2 separate regions of the Triticum aestivum genome follow, and region 1 is linked to region 2. A link is a contact called in public Hi-C data. All regions are on one chromosome and are shown on one strand. The core of a region is the stretch at or near the end of the contact, and the rest is flanking DNA. Distances in the headings are between cores, read along the strand shown.

Region 1 (3,681 bases), core at 417-2,916, 55 kb after region 2:
AGAATAGTAGGGAGGATGAGTCACCGCAAGGACGAGCGAGAGATCCGAGTTGCGTTGCTTGTGGGACACACACCGGGAGGCCTGTAGGATCCACGTACCTCACCTCACCGCCCACTGCATGCATTAATCCATGATTGCCACCCTCCAACCTGCTGTTCGATTGCTCTTCAATTTGTTCATAAACAACTCACAATCTGTTCTTCTCTACGTACCTCATCCAGGACGCTACAGCTACAGGAGCGCCTTCAGGGCAGATAATACTCTAGTCAAGCGTGATTTATGGAGTTCACAGGATAGCTAGATAACCACTGTTTGTTTATTAAAGCTTCGGTCATTCATGTCCCGGTTAGGTTGTCATTGTCCTGATCGAGCATCCAAAACAGCGGTCTCTTTCGTCGACATAGAGAAGCCGCCAGATTATGGAAAATGCTCCAAGCTTTGCAACAGTCCATATTATGGAGTATATGTATGACAGTATGAGCTTGCGCGACCGGTGGGGGGTGAGGGCGACGAGAAGGTATGCATGCACATATGCCTCTCATGATTCCATATGAAAATAAACTAATCCACTCCATGTCATCGTCGTCGTACCCACTACTACCTCCGTCCTGGTTTGCTGGTCCCTTTTATAATTTGTGCTAAAATTTGATCAAATATTTAACAATTAAAATGTTAATGCATGTCAACAAGAATTATATCGTTGGATGATATTTGAACATAGTTTTCAATGATATAATTTTTAATAACATGCATGAAATTTTTTTAGTTAGATTTATGATGAAAATTTGACACAAAATATAATAGGACCAATAAATCAGGATGGAGGTAGTAGTAATTAACTAGTGATTGATAGCAGGTCTACTGCTGTGCCGTGGGGCAACCAATCCTATAATGCATGGCGCAGTGCATACAGAACTATAATATGCATGGTATATATCTCATCAGAAGAAACAATAATTGCAATGAAACTACTGTTGTCTTACTCCTTGCTCGGTGTTGCTCGGTGTTTTGATCACACACAAAGCAGGTGTTTTGATCATGAGAATGCAAAGCTTTGCCAATCTTTTTATGTTCGCATATATCTATATTTCTTAAAATAAACATTCAGCTAAGGGCTTAGCTATGCCTGCTGGACAAGGAGAGCGGTGGGAGCCGCCCATTTTTCTCAATCCAATCCGTTGCTCCAGCTCCATGCCCCTTAGCCTGATAGACTGACGGGTCACCCGCAATCCAATTCGACCATGCACATGCATGTCGACACACATTCGTTTCTTCCGTCTCATGTCCACTCTTGGATAAGCAAACACTACACGAGGCCACGCCAATGTTCTCACACAACTCCAATGTCTCAGCATATGCACGATAAGTAATTTTCTCCATCGAGTCAATCGGCCGGCCAGTGATTCCCGAGTCAAGAGAGCAGAGACGAGGTGCTTATGTGGAATTGGGAAGCAGGTGCCACGTCCTCGTCGCCAGACCATTTGCCTTGATGTGTCTCTCTTTGTCCATCGTAGATGAGGCCTAGCAACCGATCCATACACGTGCGTACGAACACGAACTTTCATGTTTAGAGAGCAGCGACTTTTGACCGAGGCACGTAGACCGGTAGACGTACGTGCTCGCGGTCTGTCGGGACCATTCAATCGACAGCGATAGCGATCCAACGGCCGCGCATGCTCGCTCCGAAACTGCCCGGTCGGTTGGCCGATGGATCACATGCATGCATGCTGGTCTTTGGACTTGACCACTGTGTTGCGCGTACTATTCCCATTAGGCTATTAGAGCAATTCTAGTAGACCCCGCATCCCGCCCCGACCCCTAAAATAACCGTCAAAATGTGGGTCGGGGCCGAAAATGCATCCCGATCAGAACCCGCATCTTGCCTCGGCCTGCAAAAATTTTTGCGGGGCGCGGCAAATTCCCCGCCCCAACCAGGGAAAACGCCCCCCCTACCCCCCCACCCCCGCGCGCGGCTGCGTGCCCTACATATGAGCGGAAGCGGTTGGTGGGGGGGACATTTCATCCCGCGCTTTCTCCCCCACCAACCACCCCTCCTCCCCCCTCGCGCCGCCGCCGGTCGTCGCCCAAGATTCCGGTGAGAGCAGCCGGCAGGAGCACGCTGGAAGGCCTCCACGCGCACGAGGCCTCCCTTCCCTTCCTCCCTGCATCGACGGACCGCCGGATTTGCAGATCTGCGGCTTCATCGCCGGCAGTTGGATTTGGCTTTTTTCCTGCCGCCGGTTACTGCCCCAGGCGATGGAGTGGTCGGCGAGCCTCTCCCGCAGCCCAGGCAAGGGCGCATCGCCACATGCAGGCGCGGGTTCGTCCGCCCGCCGTTGCCGAAGGTTTGTGGGCATGGACTCGTCCGGCCGTCCACCGTGCTCGGTGCTCGCGCAGCGTCTTTGTGGCCTGCCGATGTCGCTCATACAGTGCGACGACTGCCCACGCCAAGTGCTGCGGCTCACTTCGGGCACGCGGAAGCACCCCAGATGGGTGTTCTACAAATGCGAAAACGATGGGGTACGTGCACTTGCGGTAGCTCATAGCTCATTCTTAAGTTCAAATACCGTAGCTCACTCCGAGATTGCTCAATCTTTTGTGTAGGACGATGGATGCTCATTTTGGTTTTGGGAAGGCCAATACATTGATTTGTAGGTAGAAAGAAACTTAATAGATGTTAGTGCACTCCTTAGTACAATCGAAGGCAATGATGCAGATGCATGTGCAACTAAAGAGGAAGCAACGTCGACTTCTTCAAAATCAAAGATGAAGAATGAAGAAAGCATCAAGAATGAACAAAACAAGATCAAGAATCCACAGATCAACAATGAGTGCATGGAGAAGATATTGCTACAACTAGTGGGAGCAGTTATGGAAGTTGGAAATCTTCTGAAATGCATTCTTGTGGTTCTTGTTTTCTTTGGATTTACTATTCTAGCCAAGATTTGGTGATATATTTTGTATCTAATGTTGTTGCAAAAGCAAATAAATGCATTATGATAGATCAATCTAAGTTTTACGGGCCGGGACAAGCTGCGCCTGATCATAACCCGCATAAGCCGACCCGTAAAAAAGTATATTCCGCGAATATGCTTTTTTACGGGTTCATTATGCAGGGTCTGCATCTGCGCCAACCCGCGCCGGCCCCCAAAAATTATTTTGCGCAAACTGCAAATGAGTTATGCGGGTCGGCGGGATGCGGAGTCTGCTAGAGTTTCTCTTACCGGTCACCATTGTTGAAACTTCGGGCGCCACGTTGTGATTGCTACTGTGTGGGTGTTCGTAGCACTGGTCGCTTTTCCGCTGGGCGCCTCATAATTGGGTCATTTGGGCAGTTTTTTACGGTATCAAAAGCGGTCGGCATGGTAGCTCTCCGTCGAAAACAAAAGTGACAAGCTCAGCAGCACCCTGAGTGTGACGTTTTAGCTGAGAAGTGTCCACGAGCACTCCAAACCCATACTGACGCGTACGCTTCATTTTGTCGTCATAGAGTTGTAACGAAACACTAGGCGTAGAAGAAACGACGAGCAGTCGTTTTCGCGTTCCCCCCTCTCCCCCCCCCCCCCCCCCCCCGTCGTCCTCCCTGGCGACTCGGGGGCGAAAAACCTAGCGCCGCCGCCTCTGCACCCTAGCCCCTCCATCGTCTCGCCACCGCCAGAGGCTCCGGCTGGCAAAGCTCGC
Region 2 (3,730 bases), core at 594-3,093:
TCCTATGACAAATAACTCAAAAACATGAGAAAAATGCCAAATCAACACGATAAATGCAAGATAGCAAATCAGTTTTCCATCGGGCCTGGCCGACGATGAAGCAGAAGGCTACCAGGGCGCGTTGCTACGTCGGTGCTGGAGCCACCCACCATTTTTGGTGGAACCGTCGGTGTGGCGTGCTACAACCGGCGACGGGAAGAGCTGCGACGGGGGCGCGGCATATGCGTTGGCAGGCCGAGAATGCTGGAACCAGCCAACCAATTTTGTGGAACCTGCGACTCAGGTGTTGCAATCGCAGATTGGCTGACGACGGGAGTGAAAGATCTCTCTCTCTCTAGAGAGAGAGAGAGACGAGGCCGGAGCTAGCTTAAGTGGAACTAGGAAGCTGTTGGCACGTCCTTGTCGCCACGCCATCGAGATCCGTTTGCCGGGTCTCTCTTTCTTTCTCCGCCGTAGGATGAGGACCAGCTCGCTAGCTCTAGCCACCGATCCATACACGTACGAACCAACTTTCCTGGTTGGCAGGAAAAAAAGAACTGTTTTCAACCAGGGAACGCCGTTCCGCCAGGATCGCATCAGGCGATTGGAGGAGGCGACCGGGATCCCTTGCGCGCCACCGGTGACGCCGCCGGTTCCCTCTCTCTTCGTCGGCCGCTCCGGCGGCGGGAGGGAGGGGGAACCCCGGGTCTGTTCTTTAGGTGGGCGTGTGGTAGGGTTAGGGTTGAGGGAGACGCTGCCGAGGCCGTTGCGGTGGTGTCGCGTCGGAATAAGTTTCTCCGGGCTTCGTTCACGGTCAGGCGAGGCTTTTGCCTTCGTCTAGGAGCCAGCGGTGTTGGGGATCCCCGGATCTTGTCGAGGTCGCGGGCTATGGTGGTTGGAGGTCCATTGGCGCGCACTGGCCGTTTGGATCCTCAGATGGGCGATGGATGCAGGGAGACGAAGACCTTTCTTCTTCCTTATTGGTATGATTTGTTGCTGCTGTTCTTCTCCTTCCTCTGCGCTGATGCTGGTGGGAGATCCTGCTTTGTCCGGGCAGATGGCCCGGCCGTGGTGCTGGACCGGTCGGATGACTCGAGTTCTCTTCCTTTCGGAAGGGACACTTTTCGCGGTACTTAAAGCCAAAGATGGCGACGACTGTTGCAGGTGTGTTGGATTGATGTCCATGCCCTCTCAGCGATGGTGTCAAGAAAGGAGGAAGCAGTGTGGCGGCAATTATATCGTGGTCGAAGATGATGACCTGTTTGCGACTGGTTGCAGATTCTTCTGCTGCAGGGGTCTTCTCTCAAGATTCAGGGATGATGACACAGGGCTCCGGAGTTCTTCTTGTGTTATGGTTGTCTTAGGGTACTCTAGGTGTTCATGGTCCTTTGTGTTTGCGTTTCAGTGTGCTTGTAAGAGTCAACTACTTTGTACTGATTCGTAATTTGGATGAAGAATTTCTCAAAAAAAACTTTCCTGGTTGGCGGGCAGCGACTTTTGACCGACCTGGCACCTAAGACGTACGTACGTGCTCGCGGGCTGTCGGGACCATTCGATCGACAGCGATCCAACGGTAGTGCATGCACGCTTGACTTGAGACCAAGCCCCTTTCGCCGGTCTCATCATCTTCTTTCTTGTAATCGTCCGTCGAATCCCCGTGGATTGCTCCGAAACTGCCTCCTACTACGATCGGTCGGTGCGTGCATTTGGTCTTCAACTTGGCCTATTGCCCAGTCTGTTGTTTTTTTATAAAAGAAAAAGGCCCCGGTCGCCATTGTTGAAACTTGAGGCACGTACGACACCACGTTGTGATTGCAACCGATGGGAACGGGGCTGGATTGTGCGGGTGGCCGTAGTGCTTGTCGCTTTTGTATTGGATATTTGTTGGAGCCCCTAATAATTGGGTCACTCGGGCGGTTTTTACAGTATAACAAGTGGATCGTATTCGTACTACGTAGCTCTCGGGCAAGAAATAAAAGTGACATGCTCAACTGCACCCTGAGCGTGACGCTTTAGCTCAACAGTGGCCACGAGCACTCCAGCCAACTCCATATACTGATACTCATGCATGCTGATGCTTATGCTTTTTTTCGTCCATATACATGGTAAAATAATGGTACCGGTGTAGAAGAAATGGCGGGTATAGTTGAGTGATATTTGTGTGTCATATGTGTTCCTTTTCCCGTTTTTCTTGTATATATGATTAGGTGCGTGGATGGGGATGGGTTGCATTGGCCTCCGTGCGTATTTCCGTGCGTGCGTGCGTGCGCGCATACGTATGTATACGCTTGTTATACATTAGTTATGCAAGTGGCCTTGCGTGTGTGCTTTCGCCTTTCATGCGCCCCGTAGACGGCAACTTGATGTACGGTCGGGCGAGTTGTGTATTAACCATTGACGCGGCAACAGGACGGAGGTGAGTCAGCCCGTCGTCGTTGCATGCATGCATCAGCTCTGGCGGTTGCGTCATTGCGTTGCGTGCTCCAAATGGTCACGGCCGAGAAAAAAACGAAACCAGATAGGCATCAAAAGCACCCCTGGTCGTCGTCCACTCTCTGCAGGCATCGTACGCAGGGCGTGACGCGGCCATGGAAAACTGCTCGGCCGTCAGCAGGCCCAGGCCGAGAAAAGCACACGCCGCGGCAGTAGAGCTCGCAGTGTACCGCGGTCGGTCTTCCTTGTTGCCTCCTGAGTGAAATTATTATTCCGAATCCATCGGGACAATCTGATAAACCGAGTCGTTTGAGACTGTGAATTTTTTTATTGATTTACTGTGATTGCCAAGGCCCTAACGAAGGATAATTAGCTGGAGCAGGAAGAAGTTGCCACGCGCCCGCCCCTAGAGCCGACGACGTACGCCGGCAGCCAGGCACGCACCCCGCCCCGCTAGGCCGGTATCCCTCTTGACCGGCCCGCGCGACGCAACCACGGTGCGCGCAGATCAAACGCAACGGACGTCGCGGTCGTGCTCGGGCGTTGGACGCGACGTTGCTCTTTCCCTTCCGCTGCGCGCACGAACGAACGCTGGTTGTTGGCCCATCCGCGACTCCCGCGAACTGCACTCCCGATCGATCCCGGGCGGGCGGTTAACGGTGCAAGTTGCTGCGCCAAAATCGCGAGCACTCGTTAGCTCGACTTCCTGAGTATACCCGCTCGCTCCATCATCCTGAACCAACACCCAATCGTGTTTTCATGCTCTGGGCACGTCACGTCCAGTTGACCTATCGATAGCCTGTCTTGCTGAACCAAAAAGGAGCACCTAACGTTCAAGAAAGGCCGAAATCACTATTCTGACCTTTTCAGCAATCTTTGCCACAAAGTGAACTCGACATGAAAGTATTTCACGATCTAACCCTTTTAGCAACGCCACAGACCGTGGCGTTTCTTCTCTATATAAAAACGCCGAGCTAGCTAGCGTTTCAAATCCACATTCAAACTCCGGAATAGCTAGCATTTCCAATCCACATAGAAACGCCAAGCAAGTGGGCGTTGCTGCCTTGGCCAGAAACGCCATAGGGCTTGGCGTTTAGGCCCTGGATTTAGGAGCAGCTTTTTACTTTGGCAACGGTGAAGCTAATGGGCTGGGTGCCAGCGCAGAAACGCCAAAGCCCTTGGCGTTGCTTTCCTGGTCCACAATGCGAGCAACCTGGGCGTTTCTTCTTTGGGCAGGAACGCTAGCTAGCTCGGCGTTTTTATTTGGGAAAGAAACGTCACGGGCTCTGGCGTTGCTAAAAGGGTTAGATCGTGAAAT

What was found. A called contact is a pair of places that touch in the nucleus more often than the background predicts.
Region 1: a Hi-C map of leaf shows a contact between it and region 2, with 4 times the contacts expected there. The contact joins two enhancer-like sites. A contact is called at or near these places in 3 of 5 Hi-C or Micro-C datasets (all in leaf).

The regions. Positions count from the first base shown.
Region 1 is chr3B:41,327,510-41,331,190 of IWGSC CS RefSeq v2.1, forward strand. No RefSeq gene overlaps it. Among protein-coding and RNA genes, the nearest start is that of LOC123064614, 19 kb to the right of the region's middle. Within about 2 kb of position 1,667, at least 2 of the 8 cell types and tissues checked have an H3K27ac peak or open chromatin away from gene starts, as enhancers often do. A contact at or near this core is called in leaf, where this site is marked.
Region 2 is chr3B:41,272,453-41,276,182 of IWGSC CS RefSeq v2.1, forward strand. No RefSeq gene overlaps it. Among protein-coding and RNA genes, the nearest start is that of LOC123064614, 74 kb to the right of the region's middle. Within about 2 kb of position 1,844, at least 3 of the 8 cell types and tissues checked have an H3K27ac peak or open chromatin away from gene starts, as enhancers often do. A contact at or near this core is called in leaf, where this site is marked.